5 separate regions of the Mus musculus genome follow, and all the other regions are linked to region 1. The links are chromatin contacts, called in public promoter capture Hi-C maps. All regions are on one chromosome and are shown on one strand. Each heading gives the region's core, a stretch centred on a gene start, on an enhancer-like site or on the middle of the called end of the contact. The rest is flanking DNA. Distances are from core to core; before and after follow the strand shown.

Region 1 (2,839 bases), core at 234-2,733:
GTGTATAGAGGGCACTTTGTACAATACTTGGTAGATACTTACACATTTTATCATCTTTAGAGGCTGAGTCTCTCTGTTTGAGCTGGTGGTGTCCTTTAATAGTCTTAGTGAAAAGGATTGTCACCCTCGTGTCTCAAACCATGCCACAGTGCAGGTTAATCTCACTTGAAATTTATTTTTATTTTTACTTAGTATTTATTTTTAGAAACAGTTTTGCTATGCAGCCCAGGCTTCCTTTGAATTCCATAGCTTTTTACTTTTGCCTTCTGAGTACTTGGATTCCAGACATGTGCTGACTACTGCAGCTCACTTTTTTTTTTTTTCAGTTTAGATTATGGCACAAAGTTGCAAACACCTGTCATAAAAGCCTATCTCTGAAAACATGAATCTTGGGCATACCTGACTAGCTCTATAAATCAGTTGAAATAAATAAAAAAGCTATCTAACACATTTTATTCTTTTTAAACTTGTTATGGGTGTTTGCCTGTATGTAGGCGTATCTGTGCACATTCCTGATGCCCTTGGAGGCCAGAAAAGGCTGTAGCCTCCCTTTGACCTGGGATTACAGACAGTTGTGAACTGCCATTTGGGTGCTGGGAATCTAACCCTAGTGTTCCTTACTGCTGACTCATCTCTTCAGCTCCTACAAGTTAATAAGTAACTTGATTAGTATGCGTGTGAGTTACTCAACTCTCAGATCAGATATGCAGAAAACTACCAGCTGTGGATTAGAGCAGAGGTAACCCACACGCTCAAAGTTTTTACACCTGCTTAGCATATCACATGGGAGGATCCCGTGAACTCTTACCAGGTGCTTCCCAACCTAACACAATTACAACCACAAATCAGGAGTACGCTTGTTAGCCGCCACCATCTCTGTCGCTTCCCCCAGTTGTTGCCTTTCGTTGTCCGGCACCTGTTTGTCACATTTATGCCTTCAATCTTTGGGGTGGAGGAATGGGGCAACAAGACTACTAGCCATTCTTTTGTCCCAACGGGGTAGGTAAAGGTTCTTCTTCTTCTTTTTTTTAAATTGCAAAATGCTATCTTCACAGCTCAATGTTTTAAATTCCCTCTAATTCGCGGTCCAGGCCGGGATTTGCTGCCTTTGTAGCCGGCGCTCCCTGCCCCACGCGCCAGGTCAGAGCAAAAGTTGTAACAGTACAGCTGCATAAAGGCACTAGAGGTTGGATGTCAACAGCCAGCAGCTCCCAGGGCACCTAGCCCTGCCCACCCGGGGAGGCTGCGGGGCGAGTTCCGCAGGAACCTCTGGAACCCCAGGCTAGAGCCCCACCCCCGGCACGCGGCCTCCCGGAAGCCCTCCGGAGACACCTCGGGCCCCGCCCCTGCACAGGTCACCTCCCTCCACGCCCCCTTTTCTGGCCCGGCAGCCGGCAGGCAGGGAAGTGTCGTAAAGCTTGGCCCAGGAAACTTTACCCGGGGTAACAGGCGAGGCGCTTTACGGCGGCGGCGGCGGCCGGGTGAGAGGCTCGGCAGCGGCGGCGACAGCGGTGGCGGTGGTGGCGGCGGAGCGGCCGCGGCGGTGAAGGCGACTGCGGCGCGGCGGTGGCTGAGGGAGAGGAGCGGCGGAAACGGCGGCGGGGAGCGGCGCGGGGTGAGCCGCGAGGAGGGGCGGGTGGGAGGCGGTGACACGGCCGGCGGCGGGGCTCGGGCGGCCAGGGACGGTGGCCGGCGCGGCGGCGTGGGGGCGGCGCGGCGTTGGGGACACTCGGTGAGGGACGGTTTCTGCCTTTGTTCCCCCCGCCTCGGCCGCCCCCGGCCCGCCAGTCCGCGCTGCCTGGCGCCGGTCGGCCGCCTCTCATGGCCTCCTCTCTCGGCTGTGTCGCTTCTAGGATGGCGGAGGTACCGCCTGGGCCTAGCAGCCTCCTCCCACCACCAGCGCCTGCGGCCCCAGCGGCGGCGGAGCTCCGCTGCCCGTTCCCGGCGGGGGCCGCGCTCGCTTGCTGCAGCGAGGACGAGGAGGACGACGAGGAGCACGAAGGCGGCTGCGGGAGCCCAGCGGGCGGCGAGGCGGCGACCTCGGCCAAGGCGCGTTCTTGCCTTCGCTGCCCGCAGCTGCCTCCGGAGCAGCAGCAGCAGCAGCTCAACGGCTTGATCGGCCCAGAACTGCGACACCTCCGGGCCGCGGCGACCCTCAAGAGTAAGGTTCTGAGTGCAGCGGAGGCGGCCGCCCCCGACGGGGCCTCCAAAGTGACTGCCACAAAAGGAGCCGAGGGACACCCGGGGGAGAGACCTCCCCACTCGGTCCCCAACAATGCAAGAACTGCACTCCCCGGCCGGTCAGAGGCAGCGGCGGCGGCGGCGGGGGCGGCGAGCGACCCCGCTGCGGCCCGAAATGGACTGGTGGAGGGCACCGAGCAGCAGGAGGAGGAGGAGATGGACGAGCAGGTGCGGCTGCTGTCTTCGTCTCTGACCACCGGCTGCAGTTTAAGGAGCTCCCAGGGCAGGGAGGCCGAGCCCGGGGAGGATCGGACGATACGATACGTCCGATATGAATCTGAGCTCCAAATGCCTGATATCATGAGACTGATCACCAAAGATCTGTCTGAACCCTACTCCATTTATACGTATAGATATTTTATCCACAACTGGCCACAGCTGTGTTTCTTGGTAAGTGGATGGAATGAAAACAGGGTGAGCCCAGCAGAGATCCAGGCCACTCGGGGCAGGGAGTGTGAGGGCCCGGAGTGTGGCCGTGGATGTATCCTTCATTTTCATAGTACCTTACAGATGGGAGGCGCGAAGGTGCGCACTTTTCCCAGGTATTCCGTGGAACTGTGTGGAAGGTAAGAGCTCGTGATCTGGGTTATCTTGTGAC
Region 2 (2,839 bases), core at 252-2,751, 4.0 Mb before region 1:
AACCATGCTCTAGGGCACGCAGAACGAGACCTGCTGGCTGCTGATCTGTACTGCTGTGTACTCAAGTTCTCTGAAGGATCCGCATCTGTATAAAGACCTTGCAGCGAGCTTAGCCTGTGCTGAGTAAAACATCATGGAAGACAGAACATTATAAACAAGAACCAAAAATCAATCCTGCACTTCCCCTTTCCCTTTCAGTCAAAGCTGACCATCCACATGTGTATCTGGCTAAACATCTGTAACATAGCCTCCACCATACAGCTAATGAGAAAAAGACAACATCTAAATGCTGGAGAGTCTCCTGCCTCATTATAGTCTTCCTGATGAGCCTACCACTGAATAAACACAGACTTAGGGCTTTCTTTTCATTTTATCATTATTGTACATGTGTGTGCATGATTACACTTGTGGATGGTAATACTGTCTGGTGTCTGGCAAACTACTGGACCAGAATAAGTACAGAACAGATCTTAAGCCCCTTTGTAACATGTACTTGGTGGTGGAGGACTGAGAAACAGCCATCTTCTTAAGCAGACCTTAAGGAGGGAGTATTTAGGAAAGGCTGGATATTGGATGCTCCAGTAAATATGCTGTCTACAGAAGCACTGAATCTGCAATGAGAGGCTCACTCTGAGAACACAGGATCCTTCCTCATCTTGCATTACTTTGACTGATTTGCTACCAAATACCAAATACAAAAAAAACACAAAAAACAAAAAACAAAAAAAAAAACCTTCATGTAGTGGCCAACATACAACCGTTCCTCACTTATTTAAAGCAGAAATATACCTCTTATTTTGTATCTCTCAGTCTCTGATGAGAATAGCACCACTTGTTCCAACACACAAGCAGAATCTCACACAAACTCTTCCATTCTGGACAATCACCACATTGTTACTGCTCCGCGCTCCCCCCACCCCTCCCCTGCCCACCCCTGCGCCCAAGAGAGCTTTCTAAATTGCAAGTTTCGAAGAATCACCTTCCCCTTGGAGAAGGCCTCAACGTTCATCTGTTCCCAGGACCACCATCCTTCAGGACCTCTTCCCAAGAGAAGAAAGGGTTGATTACTTACAGTTTCCGCTCGCGCTTTGCTTCATTCGCTTTCCTCGCCCCGTGTTTCCTCCAGCTCAGAAAAAGAAAAGGGGGGGAAATGAAATCAAAACCAGCGTCGTTTGGTGCCCCCAGAAACAGGTGAACTGAATCAGCAAGCAACCTGGCTGGAGGGACGTTTGCCGAGTGCTGATGTGCATGCAATCCTGCAGGCAAAGTCTTGAGGCCCGCGCTGCTACCCACCTGCCTGAGATTCTCGTGCAGAGATGAAAGGTCTCTGAGGACAGCACGTCCCGCCATCAGAGTAGAGATGGTGACAGAAGGCGGGGCAGGGGCTGGTCCCTACGGCGGCTCCCAAAGCAACTACGCCTACCTGAGAAGCTCACCGCCCACGGCCGGCACTGCCTCCGCAAAATCAGTCTCTTGGGCGAAAAAACAACCCCCGAGGCTCCGCCTGCTCCTCGTGCTCCTTACGTAAGAGATCCTCCAACCAATGGACGGTCAGGGGGCGGAGCGAGAACAGCCCCAGGTGACAGAATCTGGAGTCCTCCCGCCGGCGCGAGGAAGTCTTGCAGTTGCTGGGCCAATCAGCAGCGTGGGTGGGAAGAGGGGCGGGGGTAAAAGAGGAGAAAGCAGAAGGCCAATCAGATCAAAGGCTTCTGGAGTGACAGGCTCTGAGGCCTGTGGTATTCCGAGTGAGGCGCCCGGAGGGCGCGCCCGCCCGGGCCAATCGCCGGCAGCTCACAGTGCGGAGCGAGCGCCTCAAAAGCTCGGGTTTCTCAGCTGATTGTCTCCAGCCGAGAGTTGTTTGCTGCTGCTGCGGAGCCGAGCCGCGGCCCGAGGAACCGAGCCCCCCGGGGGGAAGGGGAGGCGGGCCCGAGGGCAGCCGCGGCCATCGCGCGGGGCTGCGACTCCTGTCACGGCGCTGCCCGGGGCCGCAGGCTGGGGCGGGCGGGAGGTCCGGGGGGCGCTCGGGCCGCTTCCTTCCCGCGCTCCCTCCCCGCTGCTCGCGTCCCCTCATGAGGGTATCAGTGTCCGGGCCGGCGGCCGCCGCGGTCCCCACGGCCGGCCGCGAACCCTCGACGTCCGGCGGGGGCGCCGTCGCGGCCTCGGGCGCCGCGGTTCCCGGTTCGGTGCAGCTGGCGCTGAGCGTGCTGCACGCGCTGCTCTACGCCGCGCTCTTCGCCTTTGCCTACCTGCAGCTGTGGCGGCTGCTCCTGTACCGCGAGCGGCGGCTCAGTTACCAGAGCCTCTGCCTCTTCCTGTGTCTCGCGTGGGCAGCGCTCAGGACCACGCTCTTCTCGGCCGCCTTCTCCCTCAGCGGCTCTCTGCCCCTGCTGCGGCCACCCTCTCGCCTGCACTTCTTCCCGCACTGGCTGCTCTACTGCTTCCCCTCCTGCCTACAGTTCTCCACGCTCTGTCTCCTCAACCTCTACCTGGCAGAGGTAAGGCGGGAGGACCGGCGAGCGGGGGAGCGGGGCCGCCGGGATCCACTCCTGCCGAGACGGAAGGGGTCGGGGCTGGGGGAGGTGGCCGGAGGGCAGTCTGGGGACACTGAGACACTCCTGTCTTTCCCTCTCCCTCAACTTAAGCCGCTGATGGACTCGGTGCCTGAGGGGGTTGGAGAAGTGTGAGAGAGAGAGTATGCGTGCCCCGACAACTTAAGGCAGTGGGACACCCTTTGTTCAATGTCCCAGACCTCCACGTAAGGCGTTGGTGGCGACCACAGAGAAGCATCGTAAGAAGTAGCAGCTCCGGTAGCTCTGTCGAGGCTGGACCGGGTTGAGGG
Region 3 (2,839 bases), core at 187-2,686, 3.9 Mb before region 1:
ACAGTATCATATGCAGCATACACGTATTTCTGATCACAAATAATAAGACCCACGAGTGACCTGGCTGTCTATCCCTCCATTTTTTTATAGATGTAATTTCAGAAATCGAAGTCCACCAAAAAGGTGGCTATAAGAAGAGCCACTGCTTATAGGGCTATAAGAAAGCCAATGCTTGGTCATTTGCCTGAGGACCCGAGGTGGATCCCGGTGTCCCATGTGGTGGTTGGGGAGAGGTTCCTGCAAGCTGTGGACTAAAAGCACCCCCTACAATGCGTACATTCACAGGTACAATATACATACCCACAAAACAAACCTGTATTTTAAACATCGTAAAGAACAGTAATGAACAAGTCGAGGGGGAAAGGGTGCTGGCCAGCGCCAGGTGTGGTCGTGAACGTCTGTTTAACAATACAATTTACATATTAAGTATCTCAGTAATAAAATGATCTAATACACTTTTAAACAGAAGAAAGTCTGGGGAACCGCTAATATTCGAGAGTTCTTCCAGGCTTTACAAGAAAGCACTAAGAGACTAGCACATCGACTGAATATGATACTTCTGGGTATTTCCAAGCTGTTAGCATTTCCTTAAGACAGCAAAATGAAATTCACAGTTATTTCAATGCGCCTAGCCTAAACGGCCTCATACAAAATTTACAGGCTACACTAAGAAAATAAAATTCTTTGAATGTTTTGCTCACGGAACCCACATCTCCTACAGAAGTAAATAATCACAGCTCATAATCAAACTTGAATACAGAAGAGCTAGGGCCTACCTCGGATTCCGCAAAGGAAGTGTCAGTATACGAGAATAAGCTTCAGGGGCAAGGTGCACCATACACAGGCCGAGAAGTCACAGGACAACAACAGCCGCAAAGACACCAGGCAGTTAGATCAGGCCACCCAAAGAGCCCCTCAAGGTCATTCAACCTCTTGACAACGACAAGACCTAAAGAACAACTAGTCTCCCCAAGAGTCCATATCGGGAACAGAAAGGCTGGGGACGTCCCCGGCACCGCTCGCACGAGGTGCCCAGGTGCCGGGTCCATTCAGAACCCCCGGTCCTGTGGACACGGAGCAGCCAAGGCAGGATGCAAGGAAGCAGTGTGACAAGCTGGCCAGGCGCCCACGCCCATCGAAGGGTGCCCCGTCCCGGGGCGATCGGGAACGCGGTGCGGGCCGCGCATCAGGATCGCCGGCGCCCGGAGATGCGCAGCCCCTGGGCCGCCCGCGCGCCTCACCTGGCAGAAGCAGCGCTGTGCCGCTGTCTCCGGCCGCCGCTCCTCGCCGTGGCCCAAGCGCAGCAGCCACACGACGCCCAGGAGTCCAACGAGCAAGCCCCAGGCGCGGCCCATCGCCGCTCGCCGCCCACCGCCCTCTACCCGCGCCGCCGTGCTTGGCTCCCCGGCGCAGGCCGCGCGCCCGCTGAAGTAGCCTGCGCCGGCCCCGCCCCGCGCTCCGCCCTGCGCCCTCCGCGCTCCCGCCTCCCCTGCGGACGTGCAGCGGCGCGCGCCTCTGTCCACGCGAGCCTCGGGCGGCCGCCTTCCTGCGCGCCCCGCTCACGCACCCGCCTCCGGTACACCTGGCCTGCAGCTCGTCCGGCGCAAAGACGCGGTCCTTCCGGGGTCGGGGTATCCCCCGAGCCACACTGCCCGGGGCCTGCGCCGTCCTGCCCGCCCCGCCCCGGAGCTCACGCCAGCCAGCCCATCCTTTCTCAACACTAGGAAATCCCGAGCCTGGGTTACGTGTCCGCCGTGCTCTGGCTGCCTAAGCCTTTTAAAAGGATGTTGGAGTTCATCTCGGGGAGCACGGCCGTACACACGATTCAGTGGCTTTCTAGTTTTTCCCTTCCTACATCCTACAAAGGGAACAGGTGAAATTGGTTTCCAAAGGGCTGTGCACCGCGGCTTACACCTATAATCCAACACTCCAGAGACTGTGGCAAGAGGATTGCTCAATGTCAAAGACAGCTTGAGCTACATACTTCCTGCCCTATAGAGTTAGGCTCTATTTTATAAATAAATGTTTAAATATAATAATAAAAACATGTTTTTATTAAACTAGCATAGAGAAGATATTAGCTCAATGTGTAGTCCCGATTTGTTCATAAAAAATTGACTCCTTTTTTGCTGTATTTTATGCGAATTAGGCATATTTCACAAGCTAGAGAGCAATGTGGTAAAGACTATTCAATCTCTCGTTTCATAAGTGGAAATGGGGAAAGCTGTTGCTAAGAACTGGAGTCAGGCAGTGAGAAGCCTTGCTTAGCCTGTTATCTATAGCATGCACTGTACACAGAGTAAGATAATATGGCCTTATAAGCTAATATTGTCTTCACGATAGCTATATTCCAGCTCATACTTACCTTTTCTAGAACCAGATCATAGTGTCTCTGTTACAGGTGTTTTTGCTGGTGTTCTTTTCACACTGTTCCAGATTAAAAGCAAGTTTCCATTCAATTCACTTTGCAATGCCGAGCTTGGCCTTGGAAGTACACAGGTGCATCGGCTCCATAAAACTGACAATGTCGTCAGTTTTCTTGGCTTCGTTGTCTCGTTTAGCTTGGGGTAGTGCATTTTTATTTTGATGAAGGGTCTCACTGTGTATTCCTGACTGGTCTGGAACTTACACTGTGGACCACGCTGGCCTCGAACAGGCAGAAATCAATTCACCTCTGCCTCCCTAGACCTGAGATTAAACACCTGTTGCCACCACAACCAGTCTTCCAGTCTTATTTTTAGTTCACTAATAATTGTGTGTAAGATATGTTTTCAATCCATATGTACATTGTAGGAAGACTCAATCACACTAATATATCCATCACCTCACCAGCTTGACT
Region 4 (2,839 bases), core at 147-2,646, 3.8 Mb before region 1:
TCCCTCCCTCCCTCCCTCCCTCCCTCCCTTTCTCTCTCTCTCTCTCTCTCTCTCTCTCTCTCTTTGGTTTTTCGAGACAGGGTTTCTCTGTGTAGCCCTGGCTGTCCTGGAACTCACTCTGTAGACCAGGCTGGCCTCGAACTCAGAAATCTGCCTGCCTCTGCCTCCCAAGTGCTGGAATTAAAAGGGTATGCCACCACTGCCCAGCTTCCCCTTTCTTTTTGAGACAAGGTCTCACTATGTACCCCTGGCTGGCCTGGGACACTTACTGTGTGGGTTAGGCCAGTCTCAACTCACAGACATTTTCTTGCCTCTCCTGAGTGGTGGAATTAAAGGCATTTACCACAATACTTGCCATTGGATTATTTTTTAATTAAAAATTACTAGCAGGGTATTCTGTGCCTTTTGTAATTCTTAAAGCTGGATAATAGTTTATGTAACACTAGAGAGCATAGACCATCTAATTAGCCACCTAATTTTTGAACAGCTATCCTGTATATTGAACATGCATTACATATATGACAACATGAAAAGAGTTAAGAGGAAATCCAAGTTAAACACGCGGTCCTTCCACTTTAAAGGATTTTTTTTTTTTTTTTTTTTGATAATGACAGTCCTGAGGTCTCTAGGAAGTAGTGTTAAAATACAGTGAAAAGTAGTGATAGTCTTAGTTACACACTTTGCAGCCTTCAGTGATTCCTTCAGTGAGACCAAAGGTGGTTCAGAAGTTCAAACCAGGCCTTTAATCATTTCATCTCAGAACTCTTGTAAATTTGAGGACCAGCCTGGTGTACATAGCGAGACCCTGAAGAAGGTATATTCTTCAAAAATTATTAACTCTAACGCCAGCTCCTCACACAATCATCTTTTATGTTGAAAAATAGGCTCGGAGAAATCTTAAAGAGTACCGAATACAATTTAGTAAGTAAACTATCATTTACATTTCTGATGACTTTTTTTAAGAATCATTTTCTTGAAATTTTCTGGATAATTTGAGTTGTTAACACTCCGGAGTATACCTAAGAGGCCACTTTCTACTTTGTTTAAAGATGATGGGTATCTCGGGGTTTTTTGTTTTTGTTTTTTTCGTAGTCTAACATGAATTTAAGCTGAACTCTTCCTGTTTGGTTATGACTTCCCCCACGGATTGGATCGAGCAGCATTCCTCTGAGTGTGGAGGACACTTTGAAGGGACGGACTCCCATCCCATTTGGGAAGGCCTTGGCCCCGACCGCTCCTCCCCTACGGCCGCAGCTCCGCCCTGCGGGAAGCTCCTCCCCCCGCGTCTGCGCGCTCGCGGACGGGCGGGGCGGAGGCGCGCTGACACCTGGCGGCGGGGGCGGGCCGTCGGCGAGCGTGGGCTGGGATTGGCTGGGCCGCGTGGGCTGGGGCGGGAGGAGACGGTTATGGGCTCGTGCCTGGGTCGGATCCCGGCTCTCTGAGGGGCGCGGAGACCTGCGGGAGGGACACGGCCGCAGCATGGCGGCCGGCAGCGCACCGCCCTGCCCTCCGCCTTCCTGTCGCAGCCGCTTGGATCCTGTGGTCCGCGAGTGCTTGCTGTGAGCCTGCCGCGCGTCAGCCCCCCCACCGCTCGCCCGCCCGCCCGCCCTCCTTCCCTTGTCGCCTCTGCCAGCCCGGAGGGCGGCCGGGCGCACCGCGCCCACCCACCGGGGCCCTGGGACCATGGAGGACGTGAAACTGGAGTTCCCCTCGCTCCCGCAGTGCAAAGACGACGCCGAGGTGAGTGCCCGGCGGCCCGCCCTGCCGCGGGCAGCCCCCGGGTCTCCGGCCAAGCAGCGCCTCTGGCCCAACTGTCCCAGACTCTTCCCTTTCCCCTTGGGCGTGAAGGGGCGTCAGTGAGGTCCTCCTCCCGCGGGACCCTATCGGAGGAGCCAACCCGGAGAGTACTCTTGACCACTCGCCTCGGCGTTGAGGCTTTTCGTGAACACAGACTCTTCCTTACCAGAGCAACACGCTGTGGAGTTGTTTTTAATCTGAGCTTGATGTTAGATTCACATGCGGGACACATAGCCAGCCCCACGTGTGGAATAGATCGGAGGCGTGAACTCTGGAATTGCACCCCTCTAATAGTACTCAAGTCAAAAACCAACCACCACCACTACCAAAAAACCCACAAAAAACGATGACTAGCGTGGGGCGGGGGGGGGGGGGGAGTAGAAAAGCTAAGCTTCTTTGAATTTGAAAATTTTTAGTAACAAATCTTGCCTGTACTATCGAGAGCAAAATTCTCCCAATTTATGATTTAAGGGTTCTTTTCACCCCACCTTGATTTTTTTCTTTACCTAACATCTGTTGCAAATATTTTATGGTACCAGAAACTGTTAAGTTAGAGTTTGCCAGAGGCTAAAATTAGTGACAAGGATTCTTACCTGTGACACTTAATAGGATCAAAAAAGGATTCTAGAGTTTTGCTTGTGTGTTTGATATAAGTCCTGGCTGTCCTGGAACTCACTAGACGAGGCTGGCCTGAAACCCAAAGAGATCCACCTGCTTCTGTACCCCAAATGCTGGGATTGAAGGTGTACACCCCTTAATCTCTCAGTGTTTTAAAGGTATTTGGGACTACTCTTGGCTGGCACACTTGTAACCCCTCTACTTGGGAGGTGGAAGGAGAAAGGAGGGGTCACTGTAGCCTTGGTTCTATAGCAAATTTGAGACCAGTCTCAGTTACAGATGAGATGGAGACTTTATACCAAATGCTCAATTCTATTGAATGTCTTCATTTGATTCAGATCACTTTTTTGTATTTGTTTTGTTGTGATGGTGGGTTTTTGAGAAAGGGTTTCTTTGTAGCCCTGGCTGTCCTGGAACTTTGTAA
Region 5 (2,839 bases), core at 216-2,715, 3.1 Mb after region 1:
AGCATTACTAAAAGATATGACACCCAAGGAAAAACAAGTTAACAAAAAAAAAAAAAAAAAAAAAAAGAAGAAGAAGTTGCCCACTTCCTGCCCTAAGAAATTGATTACAACTTGTGGAACCTGCAGGGTGACCATAAAAAGATATTTTTAGGCAGAAGACACTCTGTAATCAAAAAGACAATATCCCAGCAGGGGCCAGAGGTGCACGCCTTTAATCCAGGCAGAGGCAGGAAGATCTCAGTGAGTTAGAGGCCAACCTGGTCTACAAATGGAAAGCCAGATATCCTTTCAAAAGAAACAACAGCAACAACATAAGGGAAACATTCAAATTGCAAATCCATGTCCTAGAATCTGATGTGCCCCCCCAAAACGACCTCAGTTGGCACTAAGCCAGTCTCTGAGTTAACAAACTCAGAACAGAGATTCTGTGGACATCGATGTGATGGCAGAATGCAGCAAAATCGCTAAAGCAAGGTCCTCACTCGTGTCTGAGATGTCTCACTGTGTCTATCTTTTGAAAGAAAATTACGTAGCGTTTAAAATCCGACTTCTGGCTCACTTTGCTCACTCACTGCGAAGACTGGTTCACTACATACCTCCTCTGGGAAGCCTTTAACGACGTCAGGACTGCCCCTTAAAGAGGCGCTGCTGCGTATGCACAGCTGCAGCAATGGCAAGCCGACTAGAAACAGGTAAATTAAGACACAAAAAAACCAAAACAAATTTTAAATAATATTCGCCAAGAGGCAGTCCTCCTCTAGTGAAGAGTTTACATAATGTGTCAGAAAACCAAAGAGCTCTGCAGACCTGTCAAGGAAGACACAAGACTTGTGCTGTTCGTTTCCTCGTCACCTCTACTTTGCAACAGCCCCGCAGAAATTGGGAACATAATAAATCCGAACACGTTCACCTCAGGCTTCCCTACCCACATTTACTAAAAACATTAAAGATAAGAGAGGAGAGGGAAAAAGAATCCAGCCAAAACAAACTAAAACCCTGGCCTCGCACTTCTGACTCCAACGTATGGAGTAACCTAACCGAGCAGGGGAGTTTTTCTTCTTGGGAAAGGAGGAAGAAGAAAAAGGCAACTGTCTCGAATGTGCGCCTCGCCCAGCAGTGCCATGACAAGCTCCAAAACTCCACGCTGGCCCTAGCAGCTCCCTCGCGGCCCGTCCCAGCACGGCCCCGCGGCCCGTCCGGTCCCCAGCGCCTGCCTCTCACAAAGGAGAGTGGTTCAGCCCCGAGCATCCCGCACCTGATCACCGCTCGGCGCTGCACCCGCATGGGTGCGAGCGAGCGAGCAAGCGAGGACGTTGTTACCCCACCCACTACCCGCCCAGGCTCCGACGAGGCTTGGTGGAGCCGCGCGTGCCGCAGGCTTACCTGAGCCAGTCCTGCGGCTTCCTTCCCTGGGCAAGAGTTGCAACCCACCGTCCGGGAGAACAAGGCGCCTTCCGGCGGAGCACGGCCAGCCCTCGCCGCAAGCAAGCTTGCTAGTCCTCCATGCGCCTGGGCCCGCCCACCGCCCTCCATCTACCAATGGCGTGGCCGGAGCCGGGCGCCATCCAGGAAGTCTCCGAAGGCTGGGAGGGCCTGAGGCTGGGAAGGGTACGTAGGCAACCGCAGATATGCCTGCTTGGAAATCGGAGCGGGCGGCGGGCTGGCAGGCCAGGCCTCTGACCCCCGCCGCTGGGGGCGCTGCAAACCCGGACAGCACCTGCTACCTGTCTCGGGAGGCCATCTTGGGTCGACTGGCTTGGTGATCTCCCACGATTACGTATAGGAATGTGAAGGCCTTTTTGGAGTTCTGTTGGTCCGTTTTGGTCCAGCCCCTACATGCCCTCCTCTCATGTACTCAGGATGCCTGTCAGTCATGGGGAGGAACTCTGGAAAAACGTTGAACAAGACTGGAAACAAGCCCCACCACCTCTTAAACGTAGGAATGATGCTGGTTTATCAAAGAAGCCAACGATCAGTTTTTCTGAATGCCACTTCTAGGGTGATCCTTGACAAGCAGGATTATCAACACATAATCGACACGGGTTTTATAGCCATTCTACTTGCTTATCTATGCACGTTTCAGATTTTCCAGTATTAGAGTTTTGTTTGTTTTTTTGAGACAGGGTCTCAATATATCAGGCTGGCGTTAAACACAGAGATATGGTATTTGAGGCATGAGCTACCACGCCCTAGACCAGTGTTCCGATTTTAGCAACCCAAAATTCTGAGTCATTTAGTAATATCGGGAGTGAGGAATTTCACTTAAAAAGCAAAGGACCTTAAATTTACCAATAGTTCCAATTACTACGCACGAATACACACTGGGAAACAAGACTTATCAGAGGTACACTGACGGAGTCATTTATTCTGGAAAGAAGCAAAATTTCACCATAGGTCAAACTACACTGAGAAAGGTGTTCCTGCATTTTCTAAAGTTCTGCCGACTACATTTCCATACAAGAAGGGTTTTTTGGTTGTTGTTTGTTTGTTTAAATACCAGTATTAGAAAACTCGAGGAAGCCGGGCGTGGTGGTGCAGGCTTTTAATCCCAGCTCTCGAGAAGCAGAGGCAGGCGGATTTCTGATTTCGAAGCCAGCCTGGTCTACAAAGTGAGTTCCAGGACAGCCTGGGCTACACAGAGAAACCCTGTCTTGAACCAACCCCCCCCCCCCAAACAAACAAACAAACCTGAAGGAAGCTTGAGCAACACAGCAAAACCTGCAAAATTTGTTTTTAAAGAGATTTATTTATTTTTATAAACTTTGCTCTTGTCATTTTCCCTAAACAATATAATTTGTCAACTATTTGCACATCACCCGCACTGTTTTAGGTAGAATCA

The links. Promoter capture Hi-C pulls out the DNA fragments that hold promoters and counts their contacts.
Region 2: a contact with region 1 is called in a promoter capture Hi-C map of pre-B cells. The contact joins the promoter of Txndc16 here to the promoter of Naa30 in region 1. A contact is called at or near these places in 2 of 39 promoter capture datasets (cranial neural crest and pre-B cells) and 1 of 484 Hi-C or Micro-C datasets (CD4 T cells).
Region 3: a contact with region 1 is called in a promoter capture Hi-C map of pre-B cells. The contact joins the promoter of Ero1a here to the promoter of Naa30 in region 1. A contact is called at or near these places in 2 of 39 promoter capture datasets (cranial neural crest and pre-B cells) and 1 of 484 Hi-C or Micro-C datasets (CD4 T cells).
Region 4: a contact with region 1 is called in a promoter capture Hi-C map of pre-B cells, with 6 times the contacts expected there. The contact joins the promoter of Styx here to the promoter of Naa30 in region 1. A contact is called at or near these places in 2 of 39 promoter capture datasets (the HPC-7 cell line and pre-B cells).
Region 5: a promoter capture Hi-C map of pre-B cells shows a contact between it and region 1. The contact joins the promoter of Chd8 here to the promoter of Naa30 in region 1.

The regions. Positions count from the first base shown.
Region 1 is chr14:49,170,763-49,173,601 of GRCm38.p6, forward strand. Naa30 (N(alpha)-acetyltransferase 30, NatC catalytic subunit) reads left to right here and starts at 1,484. Exons shown (of 5, transcript NM_027492.2): 1 at 1,484-1,615; 2 at 1,854-2,631. The coding sequence starts at 1,855.
Region 2 is chr14:45,217,924-45,220,762 of GRCm38.p6, forward strand. Txndc16 (thioredoxin domain containing 16) reads right to left here and starts at 1,502. Exons shown (of 21, transcript NM_001310534.1): 1 at 1,294-1,502; 2 at 1,073-1,126. It overlaps Gpr137c (G protein-coupled receptor 137C), which reads left to right and starts at 1,794. Exons shown (of 7, transcript NM_027518.2): 1 at 1,794-2,495. The coding sequence starts at 2,070.
Region 3 is chr14:45,317,136-45,319,974 of GRCm38.p6, forward strand. Ero1a (endoplasmic reticulum oxidoreductase 1 alpha) reads right to left here and starts at 1,437. Exons shown (of 16, transcript NM_015774.3): 1 at 1,242-1,437. The coding sequence starts at 1,355.
Region 4 is chr14:45,349,790-45,352,628 of GRCm38.p6, forward strand. Styx (serine/threonine/tyrosine interaction protein) reads left to right here and starts at 1,397. Exons shown (of 11, transcript NM_019637.3): 1 at 1,397-1,740. The coding sequence starts at 1,684.
Region 5 is chr14:52,256,295-52,259,133 of GRCm38.p6, forward strand. It overlaps Chd8 (chromodomain helicase DNA binding protein 8), which reads right to left and starts at 1,466. Exons shown (of 38, transcript NM_201637.3): 1 at 1,384-1,466.